Regions from separate parts of the Mus musculus genome. Here regions 2, 3 and 4 are each linked to region 1. A link is a contact called in public HiChIP or PLAC-seq data. All regions are on one chromosome and are shown on one strand. The core of a region is the stretch at or near the end of the contact, and the rest is flanking DNA. Distances in the headings are between cores, read along the strand shown. Region 1 overlaps Ptprn2 (protein tyrosine phosphatase, receptor type, N polypeptide 2). Region 2 overlaps Gm5441 (predicted gene 5441). Region 3 overlaps Ptprn2 (protein tyrosine phosphatase, receptor type, N polypeptide 2). Region 4 overlaps Ptprn2 (protein tyrosine phosphatase, receptor type, N polypeptide 2).

What was found. HiChIP or PLAC-seq counts read pairs in DNA pulled down with a chosen protein or histone mark.
Region 2: a contact with region 1 is called in an H3K4me3 HiChIP or PLAC-seq map of embryonic basal ganglia, with 8 times the contacts expected there. The contact joins two enhancer-like sites. A contact is called at or near these places in 1 of 39 promoter capture datasets (hippocampal neurons), 3 of 15 datasets of contacts at CTCF or cohesin (large pre-B cells, pro-B cells and stem cell-derived epiblast-like cells), 20 of 484 Hi-C or Micro-C datasets (B cells, the N1E-115 cell line, cardiomyocytes and 12 more) and 4 of 115 datasets of contacts at active chromatin or transcription factors (astrocytes, embryonic basal ganglia and embryonic stem cells).
Region 3: a contact with region 1 is called in an H3K4me3 HiChIP or PLAC-seq map of embryonic basal ganglia, with 4 times the contacts expected there. The contact joins two enhancer-like sites. A contact is called at or near these places in 2 of 484 Hi-C or Micro-C datasets (cerebral cortex and embryonic stem cells), 2 of 115 datasets of contacts at active chromatin or transcription factors (embryonic basal ganglia and embryonic forebrain) and 1 of 9 other capture datasets (embryonic stem cells).
Region 4: a contact with region 1 is called in an H3K4me3 HiChIP or PLAC-seq map of embryonic basal ganglia, with 5 times the contacts expected there. The contact joins two enhancer-like sites. A contact is called at or near these places in 3 of 39 promoter capture datasets (embryonic stem cells, hippocampal neurons and stem cell-derived epiblast-like cells) and 5 of 115 datasets of contacts at active chromatin or transcription factors (embryonic basal ganglia, embryonic stem cells and neural progenitor cells).

What each region holds. Positions count from the first base shown.
Region 1 is chr12:116,646,905-116,650,132 of GRCm38.p6, forward strand. The region is part of intron 2 of Ptprn2 (protein tyrosine phosphatase, receptor type, N polypeptide 2); the gene reads left to right. Among named protein-coding and RNA genes, the nearest start is that of Gm31336, 110 kb to the right of the region's middle. Within about 2 kb of position 1,842, at least 10 of the 459 cell types and tissues checked have an H3K27ac peak or open chromatin away from gene starts, as enhancers often do. A contact at or near this core is called in embryonic basal ganglia, where this site is marked.
Region 2 is chr12:117,313,369-117,316,566 of GRCm38.p6, forward strand. The region is part of intron 1 of Gm5441 (predicted gene 5441); the gene reads right to left. Among named protein-coding and RNA genes, the nearest start is that of Gm5441, 22 kb to the right of the region's middle. Within about 2 kb of position 1,858, at least 8 of the 459 cell types and tissues checked have an H3K27ac peak or open chromatin away from gene starts, as enhancers often do. A contact at or near this core is called in embryonic basal ganglia, where this site is marked.
Region 3 is chr12:117,195,495-117,198,304 of GRCm38.p6, forward strand. The region is part of intron 14 of Ptprn2 (protein tyrosine phosphatase, receptor type, N polypeptide 2); the gene reads left to right. Among named protein-coding and RNA genes, the nearest start is that of Gm10421, 46 kb to the left of the region's middle. Within about 2 kb of position 1,392, at least 79 of the 459 cell types and tissues checked have an H3K27ac peak or open chromatin away from gene starts, as enhancers often do. A contact at or near this core is called in embryonic basal ganglia, where this site is marked.
Region 4 is chr12:117,255,775-117,258,892 of GRCm38.p6, forward strand. The region is part of intron 21 of Ptprn2 (protein tyrosine phosphatase, receptor type, N polypeptide 2); the gene reads left to right. The region is part of intron 2 of Gm5441 (predicted gene 5441); the gene reads right to left. Among named protein-coding and RNA genes, the nearest start is that of Mir153, 6.5 kb to the left of the region's middle. Within about 2 kb of position 1,802, at least 71 of the 459 cell types and tissues checked have an H3K27ac peak or open chromatin away from gene starts, as enhancers often do. A contact at or near this core is called in embryonic basal ganglia, where this site is marked.

The DNA of each region.
Region 1 (3,228 bases), core at 592-3,091:
TTTCTGTGCCTGGCATGAAGGTATTTTTATCCAGCCCTGATAGCCACCAGATGTCAGTATAGCTGAGCAAACAGACTTCTCTGACAAAGGTGGCAGAGCAGGTGGTGGCTCTATCAGCTGGGTCCAGGTGAGGTTTGCTTCTTGCCCCAAGGGAATTTGCACAGAGCTGAAGCTCTGCAGGAACTCCAATGGCTTATATGATGGGAGACACTGATTTTCACTGTGTGGTCCCCAAGTGAACTGGTGGCAGTTCTCCAGATGTCTAATTCTGCAGCTTCATATTTTAGAAGATGCAGGGAGGATTGCAGACTAGGCTATGATGCCATCTGCATGGCTTAGGGCCCAGGACTTTGAAGACCAAATTTATCTTTGCCCACAGGACAATTTCCTATCTTGTTGGTGTTCCTGGGGGCCTTTGCATATAGTCTGAAGACCTCCAGCTCATCATTGCCCCAGCCAGAGGCCAAGCATTCTCTCTATCAGGGCCCTTTGCAGACTAGACACTGTCCTATGTGAACGATATTTACTCCCATCTTGTAGCTGAGGGAAGTAGAGTCATTTGCCTCTGGTCTCAGGCTCCCATCTGATGACTGTCTGCAGAAAAAAAGAAAAAGAAAAAAAGACAGAACAAAACAAAAACAAACAAAAAAAACCCAAAAACCCAAGCCATGGTATAATTCTAGAACTAAAGTCTCAAACCAGGCTCCCTTTTTCTGCATCTGTTCTGCAACTGTGTGGCTGCTTTGTGAGCAGGGGTTGGGGGGTTCCAAAGGTGTGTGAATAAGCAGAGCAGGACACAAATTTTGGATAGTTGTTGGCACTACGAGTAGATAAGTAGCTACCCAGGAGTGTGACTGGATGAAGAGACCCTCGAAGGCTGCTCTAAATCTGTGTCCACCTGGCTGGGGAAGAGTTGTCCGGGAGAATTTTCTCCTTGGGGACCTAGAGGTCACTAGGCAGCATTCCTCTTCTATGGTCACAAGGACAAACCAAAGCTCAGTTCCACTGAAGCCCCACCCCTCCCAGTTCCCACCTGAAGTAACTGATGAGTTCATTGGGCTTACTCACAAGCATGGGCGTATGACAGGACCCTAGTGTGTTCCAGGGTAAGCTTCCCTTCTCTCCATGAAACACACCACAAGTCTCAGATGTGGGGGTTCTCTTTGAGACTATTATTTATGATCTTAGTGTAGGGTATGCTGCTTTACTGTTGGAAAGGTATTCCCAAGTCTCACGAGTCTAAGTCTTCCCATGTACCTGCAAGCCACCCCATAACACAGCAGGCAGATCCTTCTGCCCAGTGGCAAAGGTGTGTGTGTGTGTGTGTGTGTGTGTGTGTGTGTGTGTGTTACTTGCCAGTTAGGAGCAGTGACCATGTCCTCATAGCTGTATGCTGTGTCCCTGTTAGGTATGACATTGAGACAGAAATTTCTATAGAGCCTAGGCACAGAGCAGCTGCATTCAGTGGCCTCAGTGACCTGAATAGGTAAGGTCTGGACTAAGCTATGGTTCACAGAGTTTCCTTTAACCCAGGCATCCTTTGTGGCCACTTGAGCCATTGCAGAGGGGCCTATCAGGCAGAGGGGCCTGCATTGCTGAGGTTGTTAGTTTAGGGTATGCATCTGGGAATCTTAGAGATATAGGATCTGGAGACCTGTGACATGGATCTAGGACTCTTGGGTAAATGGATACTGGAGGCAGTAGGGGGAACACACCAAGTTCTGGGGGATGGTGAAGTCCCTAGGATAGAGGTGATGTGACTACATTGAACTACTGTTCCTCAAAGAAGTCCCCAGTGTCTGCTCTGGTACTTGGCTAAATGGTGCCTAGTGTTTCTACCTAAGTCTCCCAGCAGGGGGCACAAGCACCATGAGTAAGAGACCATGTGGGATGAAATGAGATCAAGCAAGCAGCCAACATAAATAAATGCATCTGATATTGAGGGCTGCTGAAGCCCCAGCCTGACTGATCCTGGTTAGCGTCATTGCCCAAGGCATCAGGGAAACAAAAGAGACTTTTGTTTTACTCCACAGTGCCCCCTACCAGCCAACCAATCCAGTGTGTGGGGAATAAAGCTGGAGGTGAATCCCACAAAGACTAGACAGCACACAGTATCTTGGCAGGTATGCTGGTTGTGGTAGCATGGTGCTGCCGTGGGACTACCTTCCGATCTGTTGATGTCTTGAAGCTGGAAGGACTTGATGACATCATGCTAGTTCACTGGGATAGCCAGGTGTGGCCTGCTATGTGTTATGCTTCACTGTGTGAAATTAGACACTACAGGGTCGGGTGTATCCACTACACAGTACCACATATTAACTCCAAAGGTGTTGGCAGGCAGATTTACCAAAATCACAAATATGCATCACCTGTATAATAGTCAGAAGCTATGTTCCTGCAGGCTGTGGTACATAGTCTATGGAGCTTGAACTGGTTCCTTATGATCTAACTCTAGGATGCAATAGAAAACCAAACCATGCTTGGCTAGGTACTCCAAATCATATTGGGCAAAGCTGATCTTTATAAAAGGGCTCAGGTTGTACTCTTTGTAGGAATGAGACTACTATGTGCTGTTATATCTCTTGTGTGTGTGTGTGTGTGTGTGTGTGTGTGTGAGAGAGAGAGAGAGAGAGAGAGAGATGGAGAGGGAGAGAGAGAGAGAGAGAGAGAGAGAGAGAGAGAGAGAGAGAGAGGGAGACACACACACACACACACACACACACACACACACACACACACACACACACACTTGGAGTAGATACAAGGACAGCTTTCAGAAGTTGGTCTTTCCTCCTACCATGGGTTCTGAGGATCGAGTTCAGGTTGTCAAGTTTGTGTAGCAAGTATTTTTGCCCACTGAGCCATCTCTCTGACCCCTGATTGATTGATTGATTGATTGATTGATTTAATCTTGTATTGGAGAAGCCCGTTGGCTAGGGTGTTCCTGACTCCACATGCCACATATAAAGCAGTACAGGAAGAATTTGTAGCTATTCTAGGTGTCTGACCCCTTAGCCCCCAAGTCCTGCACTGCCCCCAAGGCCTATAATGTACGACTACATAGCAGCCCAAGACACTATCCCCAAAGGCCCCAAAGACCCCAAAGGCCTCAAAGGCCCTGGAAGAGGTTGCCTGATTATTTTTAAGTGACTTCAGTTATTTTGGCTAAATCATCGAAGATAGGAGAACAACTCTGACCTTAATAGGTTGAGACCACTGATAGGCTTA
Region 2 (3,198 bases), core at 608-3,107, 670 kb after region 1:
GTATTGTCCCAAGTTCTAGAAAATTCTAAGAGACACCAGTATAACCTCACAACCTTCTTCTACTCCCTTTCAAGCTGGGGAATGGGTGTCCCACTTGCACTGTGAGCACATGCCCACACTTGAGATGCAGGCCCAGTGCTTTCTTCCACTTCCTCAGCTCTGCTCAAGGCTAGGATCATTTGGACAACTCTGACTAATCCCAAGGTCCTCTAGACTTATGGGACGATGGGGTGTCCTCCTAAGGTGGTTGTGCCCCCAGAGTGTATCACCTGAGTGTTTTACCTATTTCCTTTACCTGTGGTTGCAGTCCTGCTGAAGGAAGTTTGTCACTGGGGACAGACATTGAGATTAACAAGTCTTGCATTTATAGTTTCTTCTCTCTGCTCCATGACTGTGATTTAAGATGTAAGCTCTCAGCTTCCCATTCCTGGCTCCTTTGTCTCTTCACAAATACTGCTATCATCTGAGCACCAAGGATTCAAACACGTGATTCTGTGGTGCCATTTTATATTCCGGGCACAACAACCTCTGTGCTCAGCATAAGACACTGCAGACTTTGCTGTGTGAAACACATTTATAGGTAACAACAGCCACTCTTGCATCTGGAGGCTTGGCCCTTCCCAGAGTGCTTAGGGGTCAGGAAGCACATGGAGAAGACAGTGTGTTATGCAGCACCAAGGCTGGGATTCCACAGAGAGTAAAAGAAAAGAGGGAACCAGAAAGGAAAAGAGCTGTGGACTCAGGCTGCTCCTGTCGTCAAAGCCAACATCCTGGACTGGAAGACTCCCTTGTAGTGTGAGAGTTATGCCAATGTTATGAGCATCTCATCTCCCTAAAGACCTGTTCCTACTGGGTTCAGGATTTAGGAAAATAAATCATCATATTACATATTATTGTCTTGTCCAGTTACTGCCACAGCTTTGTCACAGGGTGATTTTACAGATGGGGCCAAGGCAGAATGCAGCTGGGCTGGAAAACAGATAGACTTCCTGCCTGGAAGGGAAGCAGAGTATCCTGTGGCCACAGTACTCATGCACCCATTGGAATCTGTGATGGTTAATTTTGATTATCAGCCAGACAGAATCATCTAGACCAAAAACCTTTGGACATGTCTGGGGGGGTAGAGGTCCTACATTGGGTCAGGGGTAGGAAGACTCAACCTGAATGGGGGCAGCACCAACTTGTGGACTGGGGTCCCAGACTGAATAAAAAGCAAGCTGAGTACCAGCATCCATCGCTCTTTGCTTCCTGGCTGTGGAAGTCATGTGACCAGCCAGATGCCTCACACTTCTACCAACATGCCCCTCCTGCCATGCTGGCTACACCCTCAAATGATAAGCCAAATGAACCTCGCCTTCCTTAGTTGCTTTGTCAAGCATTTTGTCCCAACTACAAGGAAAGCAAACAATACAGAAGCTGATCTTGGTAGACCTTGTAGGGCGATGAGTCCCCCCATTGCACCCCTCATTGCATCCAAGTGCATGTGCCTGAGAATTATGAGGCTACAGTTGGTTGGGAGTCCTCCCTGGTCTGGGTTTGCCCATGCACTACCCAGTGACTGTCCACTATTGAACTCTGTTCTGCATAGTCAGAAGTGGCCGGGACACATGGTTTCCTGAGGAATAAAGCTGTACCCATCAGTAGACATTGCCACACACACAGTTATCACAGACGCACCCTCCTGGTTGCTCAGACTCAGTGGTATTCCTGGACAGCCTCCACCAGAAGACAGCCTGCCTGCTGCAGACAAGCACAATACACTCCAAGCCCCTTCCCCCAACCCAGCATGGTGTAACATTCACCTCCTAATTGGCAGCCTGACAGGAATTCATCCTTCCACTGAGACCATTGAGTGGAGGCTTGAAGGGCCAGATCTCACATGGCCACAGCTGAGAACCACTGGGGCTTGCCCTGGGCCTGCTCAGTATTCATGAAATAACACAGTTCCTCACGGCTCCTTGGAGGCTCTGAAAGCAAAAGGACTTTGTCCTTGGATTTAAAGTGAGCAGGGAAGTCCTGGGTACAATACAGGGCTGTGAGGTAGCTTCAGCTAAGGCACTTCGGGAGGAGGAAGAGGGGATGCAATGAGGAGTAATCCAGCTTCCTCCTCATCCCCAGTGGGGAATGTCAGGTGAGTGCAGGTAGTGTGTGAAGCTGCAGCTCTACCCACACCAGACATCCCCCACAAGCTTTCTCCCTGCTAAGACTCTGGCTCCTGGTTAACATTATGGATCTGGGGGTTTCTGGGGATACTACAGAGATTCCATTTTCCTATCTCATGGTTGGTGCCTCAGAAGGGTGAGAAGAGAGGAAAGGGGCAGACTGCTAGTCATGTGGGAAATGGCAGAAAAGGGAGACCCTGCAGAGGAATCCCCATGGTCAGAGACAGAACCACTCTTCAGAATGAGCTTGCTGTGAAGAAGCTACTGTGCTCTGCAGAGGAAGGAGCCCCGTGGCACTTATACAGTCCTACTGCGCCTAGGCCCCTCAAGTCAAACTGGGAAGTCACTCCTTTCTTAGAGACAGCCAATGACAAGAAAGCCTGGAACAGCAGGCACAGGAGGTGGAATTGGCTGCTGAGGACAGACACCAACAACGTCACTAGCCTCATGTCAGCTCAGGCACAGCACCCAACACAGACCCTGGAAAAGGAATTTCTCCTGCCACAGCAGACTAAACTGGAACATGGAATAGGAGACCAATGTGGTCTTGCCACATGGTCCTGAGATTGACTCACAGTGTCACCCTTGTGGCCAAAGACCTGAGCTCCTGTTGATCATGACATCACGACATCACCAGGGTAAACAATGCTGTCATATCTACAAGGAGATGGAAGTATTGACCCAGAGGCCTTTGCACACTCATGCACAGATGTAAGCATGGGAATGTCCACACAGACACACACGTGATGTGCGCAGACACAGAAGATTTGTAGCAGGATTGGAAGGGAAGGGTACACTAAGTCACCCTATCCTCACTTGGGTGCCTGCTGGGATGAACACCAGGGTACACAACTGGACTGCTTAGAGACAGGTATAGAAAAAATACCAAGCAGACAGAATGAGAGAAGGCAGACCTATGAAGAAATCAGGGTGTGTGTGTGTGTGTGGGGGGGGGGGGTTGTTCAACAAAGGCACAAGGAAAGAATTAAAGAAATCCCCACTTTCTCCATCCCACCCCCCAAAACTCCATTCTGCC
Region 3 (2,810 bases), core at 142-2,641, 550 kb after region 1:
CTCAAGGATTTGCATGGGACTTCTCTTCGTGTTGTATTCCTGGACATAGCCCTTAGTTCTGTAAATGGATGGCTACCATCTTTCCGATGTCTGTTGTAGAGGAAGACACTTGAGGCTTTCTTTTTTTTATGTTACTAGAAATGCTATGTACAGATAAAGCACAGGGTGCAGTGAAGTGCTGTTCTGCATGGAATCTCATATCCTACTGACCGATGCATCTAAATACCACCCTCATTCTCTGTGCTCAGAAGACAGTCACCTTATGTCCTCAAAGAAGCCAGGCAGGCAGCACAGGTGACATGGCACAAGCCTTTAATTCCCACACTCCAGAGACATAGGCATGAATATCTATATGAGCTCAAGGCTAGCCTGCTCTACATAGAGAATCCAGGCCAGCCAAGGCTGCATATAAGATCTTGTATTTAAAAAAAAAAAAAAAGAAGGAGGAGGAGGAGGAGGAAGAGGAGGAGGAGGAAAAGGAGGAGGAGGAGGAAGAGGAGGAGGAGGAAGGAAGGAAGAAGGAAGGAGGAAGGAGGAGGAGGAAAGGAAGAGCAACAGTTCAGGCAGTGAGCTGTGGAGCTCAGGCAATGAGCACAGGAGGAAATTGCACCTGTACATAGCAGTAGCCTGGGAGATACCCAGGTGGTGTAAGCAGGCAGCCACTGGCAGTCACTCTTTCTTCACCTGTCAAGCCTGGTAAATATATGGCTTGTGACTTGGGCACTTCGCAATATGACTGGCATTGAGCTAGGAAAAGATTAAGAATATGTGATGGTCTTCACTCTAAATTTCACCGTAAAATGTGGACATTCATGCTGTCAGATACTCTATTGGCCCTCACTCAGGTACCTTGTCTGGAATAACCGGATGAGACTGTGTAAGGTGGGGGCCTTCTGGGTTGCATGCTAACTTTTGACTTCATCAACATTTTAGCCATTTTGCTTTTCTAGAAAGATCTGGGGAGGTGGAGAAGAAAGCTAGACCCTGGGGCTCATGTCTTCTGCCTGCTGGAGAATTGAGCACAGGGTTTGGGTTTTGTGTAATGTTGTCTTACTGGTTCCGAGTCGGTTTCTTTGGCTGTGTGTCATTTCTCACAAGCATATAGCCTGTTAGCTTTAGGAAGATAAAAAAAAAAATCAAAGCTCTCTGCTTGCAGTGGACACGCTCAAAATCTCTGCAAATATTCTCTAATGTGTTAGAAAACCCAGTATCCTAACGTTTCATGAGACAAAGCCCCCGCCTGTGTCACTGTCCTAGGTAACCTTGCAGCACTTGCTGGAATTCTTTATTCTTCCTAAAAACTTCATCAGAAAATCGTAATGACTACATCACTGGCACAGAATATAAAAGGCTGCTGCTAAGAAAAGCCCGCTGCTTTGTAACCGCAAGGCTGCTGTGCGTTGCTAAGCAACCATCCCTCCTCTTCCTGCTTCCCAAAGGTTTCCCTGCTCTAACCACTGTCGTCATCCACCGGGCGAAATGTCTCCACTGGGCCTTCTTGTGCTGGGTTGGGGAATAGGAAGGAAAGCTTTGGGTCTTTGAGAACGACAGCTCCTGGTGTTGTGACTTGGAAGCAGCGTTTGGATTTTGTAGACCATCCCATTGGTGTGAGGTGGATGGAGAGCTGGTTTAAACAGATGAATTTTCTGTAACTCTGCATTCAGAAGTATTCCACAGCAGGGGTCTAGGAGGAGGCTCTTAAAGGCACCATTGCCTGACTCTCCAAATGTGGTCGTGGGTGGCAGGCACCACGGTGGTACTCTACAGGGCCCCAGCATGGAGGGAGCAGTGGGTATTGTTTGCTGTGGAAACTGTTTTTTTTTTTTTCCCAGAGAATCTGTTTCCCTGCTAAAAGGGTGGGCTTGGTTATCAGAAGTGCACTTCATGAGTGCTTTTTAAACCCCTTATCCCCTGCCTTTCCCCTTAACCCTTTGGAATACAGCGTTGGTTTACTAATAGAATTTTTAAAAAGATCTCATAGGTTAAAGTACATTCTTTATGTCAAAGGGATATGGTGACAACTGGAATCAAATGGCTACTTTCTAATTTAGTAAGGAACATTCCCCCATCTGTGGTAATACAAATACATGGTAAAATAAAGATTTGCCATGAACCTTTTCATACGTCCTTGTGTGCTATAAAGAGCAAACAAAACCAGCTTTATCCAGCTTGCCTTTTGTAGTTGTCTTCTGAGTTTAGACTTTGCCAAAGCCTGAGAAGGTGGTATCTTTCTCCATAAAGGGTAGTATTGGTGTCTGCTAATCCATCTGCGGTCAAACTTTGATTATCCAAACAGAATGAGCGGATTTGATCGTTCTAAGAGAGGTTTGGGGGATAAGAAAAGAGTGTGGGTCTGTGCAGATGGGCTGAGCTTTCCCTTTTTGTCTTCCTCGTAATTTCTTCTAAAATTCTCCGTGTTTTCAATGTGTGGAGATAACTACATCTTTGGAGCAGCGCAGTAGCTTAGTGGTAATTATTTATTTGACAAATGGCTATTTCAGGACTTTCAAAAAGCAGAAGTCAGTAGAAATATAAAATTGGATTAAAATTCCTTTAGACTTGTTTTTAACCAGAGTAGCTGCAGACTAGCATTAAATGCTACCACTCTGTCAACTGGATTGTTTCTTGTTTTTTTGTTTTTTTTTCCTTTTAAATTGTCTGTATACCAAAATTACAAGGAGAGAAACATACAAAGGATATTTGGTGAAGGCAGGCGGTCTGGGTAAATAGCGTTCCTTTCATTAGCGTATTTCCCTTATTAACTGTGTAATTAATTGTACATAGCTAAGGGAAGCCGTGGAAATTGAGTT
Region 4 (3,118 bases), core at 552-3,051, 610 kb after region 1:
CAGCACCCATAGTGTGTCTGCGATAAGGGTCTGCCCCTGGCAGCTTGATGCAGTGTGAGGAGGCCAGAGGGCAGCCTTGAACCTTCAAACCCTGTTGTAGGTCAGCACATCCTTGCAGCTGTTTACTGGTTTTGCAAGGTGTGATTCAGACTTCTTGGCACAACAGGTTCTAATACCACCAGTATGCAGACTTGGTTTAGAGGGGTGGCACCTAAGAACAGGTTCTAATACACTAGTGTGTGTGTGTGTGTGTGTGTGTGTGTGTGTGTGTGTGTGTGTGTCCCAGCCTCACACAGGCTAAGTAAGCCCTGTGCTTCTGAGCCACACCCTGACCCCTCACAAGTCCTCTTAACACCCTCCTTAAGACTCAAAATGGGTTGCAGGCCTAGGATATGGGTCCTAGGACTAGACTAGAACCTGTCCCTCAAGAGGACTTCAGGCATTCCTGGGCTGGGTTTTGAACATTCCAACCCGATACTTGGCCCACAATAAGACTTTCTATATCTATAATGACTAAGCAGTTGTCTTGTGGAATTCAGACCATTGAGGGAAAGGAAGCCAGGGATAAAGTTAAAGGAGCAGGCTCCATCACTCCTGGGGACCTGCACCCTGAGAACCCCAGGCAGAGATGCTGGGAAGGCCCAGCTCCTGCCCGCCTGCCTTCACCTTGTCCCTCCTGACTGATTCATTCTATAGGTCTACGAAGCACAGATCTGAGTAACTCAGTTACAGTCTTGCTCATCTGTGAACCCTTGAGCCTGCTAAGCTGCCCTGGAGTCACTTGAGCCACTCCCCACCCCCCACCCCCCAGGCTCTGGCTTCCCCTGCTGCTCTCTGAGCCCCCCCCCCCCCCCCCCCCCCCCCCGCTAAGCTACTTGCAGGAATATGCAAAGACAAAAGCCAAGCACAAAGCAAAGGCCCTGTTGCTTGCTCACAGCTTTTAGGGATGTTGTTTGGCAGAGCGTCTTAACACAACCTTAGCATTTTTCTTACAAACTTCTTTCTCCTTATCTATGAATGCTGCTCTGGCTCCTTGGAAACATCTTTTCTCTTTGCGAACGTGCAGTCGCTGATGCCTGGTGCGGGGGGTAGCAATCAACAGGACTCACGTACTTTTTCTCTTATCGCCCATCCTGTATTTGCTCTCATGAACATAATATTTTCCTTTTGTTACACCAAAATCCCCTCAGAATGATACAGACAATTTTAGCTAGATGTTTTCTTTCATGGCTATGCTTGCAGGGTGCTATAAAAAGCTCTTTGGCAAACATTTCATACAGAAAGATGGCAAACAGCAGGGTGAGCTCTTAAGGTACCAGCCAGCGTTGGGCCTTAGTGGGGAACACTGGGTTGGCGTGATCTGGCATGGAGTTTTAGTGACTCCATTCACCTCCTAGAGAAAGAAGCAAGGGCAGTCAGTTGGTCAGGCCCAGGGGGTGGGCTAACTGTCATCCGTAGGCCCAGGCCTGCCATTTGCTAGGTCCATTCTACCATGTAATATCAGATTCCATTTAAAGTGCGGGCTCTGTGCTCACAATGCAAGATCATCCATGTGGAACTGGTCGGAGCCAGCAGGCTCCCTGTTCTCTAGGATCCATCACCAAAACTGACCTGCTCCCCTTCCCCAGGGGTCTGCAGTGTGAAATCCCCTGACCTGGGGCCCGGCTGGGGTCTCGAGAGAGATCAAAGGGCAGGCGGCTCCTCGCAGACTGAGGTGGGCCTTTCCCAGGCCGCCACCCCTAGAGGCCGCTGGGGTTTTGTCCTGGGCGGCTGGGGTGCCTTTGTCTGGCCTGAGAAGCTGGAGGCCCATGTTGCCAACCCAGCGTTCATCAAATGATCAGAGGCCCAAAGACCTGGACTGTAGCCTTTCTTCCCAGTTCCCTTTCTTAAAATAAATGAATTGCAGGACCAGCAAAAAAAAAAAAAAAAAAAAAAAAAAGCCTTTGCAAAGCTGGCCTGTGCAGCGGCGGCGCTGTCCTCAGAGTCCTCCGCCCTGTGCGCCCAGCTGCACCCAGCGGCTCTCATTCACGCAGCCTTTCAGGGATTAAGGTCCTCAGGCCTAGCACAAGGGCTAGAAGAATAGAGCTGGAATAATTTAAGTTCTTTCCGCGCTGTCTGGTTTGTTAGCAAGTAGACAATGATGCACTTGGAAATCAAAGTAAATGGACCCCCGCGCTGGAAGGGCCAAGCTGCACATAGGTAATAGGGTCTGGAGATCACAGATGTATGTTGTTGGGTGCAGCAAATGCATCTTCTACTGGGAAGAGATGCATGGGCCTCTCCCGCTGAAGTGTTTGGCTCTCACCGGGCCCCGCGTGCGTGTGTTTCCACCCGTGCTGCTGCTGCTGCCTAAGTTCCTTGTGCTTTCTGCGTTTCTGTTCAGCCTTAGCATCCCCTTACTCGGGGCTTCTTCCTATTTCCTTATGAAGTTGGAAAGGCCCAAGCTTCCATGGCTGAGTCACCACAGCACCCGGACCCATAGAGCTCTGGCATTAAGGATCACTCAGGCAGGGCCAACACAGGCACACAGTGCAGGACTGCAGGGCTTTGGCAACATTCCTAGAAGGAGTTTGGAAGAGGAAAGGGTCCCTTGGCCTCCACACAAGGCACAGACCTGCTTTGAATAGAGACCATCAGCCAGATCTCCCTGAGCCGTGGCCCTGCAGCTCTAGTACAGAGCAAGGCAGGTGCTTCTGGACAGGGTGGAAACTGTACCTTCCAGCGTGGTTCTCCGACCTCCATGTCCTGCACAAGCGTGCATCAGAATAGGCTTACACTAGCACACACTGCTGGGCTGTGAGGTCAGCCAGTGTGGATGGGATAACTGGCTATGCGGCACCAGGCTCCTCCTCAACAACCATCTCTCCACCCATTGTCACGACCTCCAGGGTGCCCTCTTTTATAAGATGTGCAATTTGTGACTGGCCTGAGTATCTCATGCCTGGGGAAGCCTACTCTCTTCACCCTTATACACCTGGCTGACTTCCCCTTAGCACAGTGTTTTTATGTTCCCCTTCAACAGACTAACCTAAATCAGTTACAGAGCAGGCCACGTTTGGCTCATCTATTGACAGGCACTGGTCAGTTTGTAACGTGCACAATCTGCTGGAATCCCTGT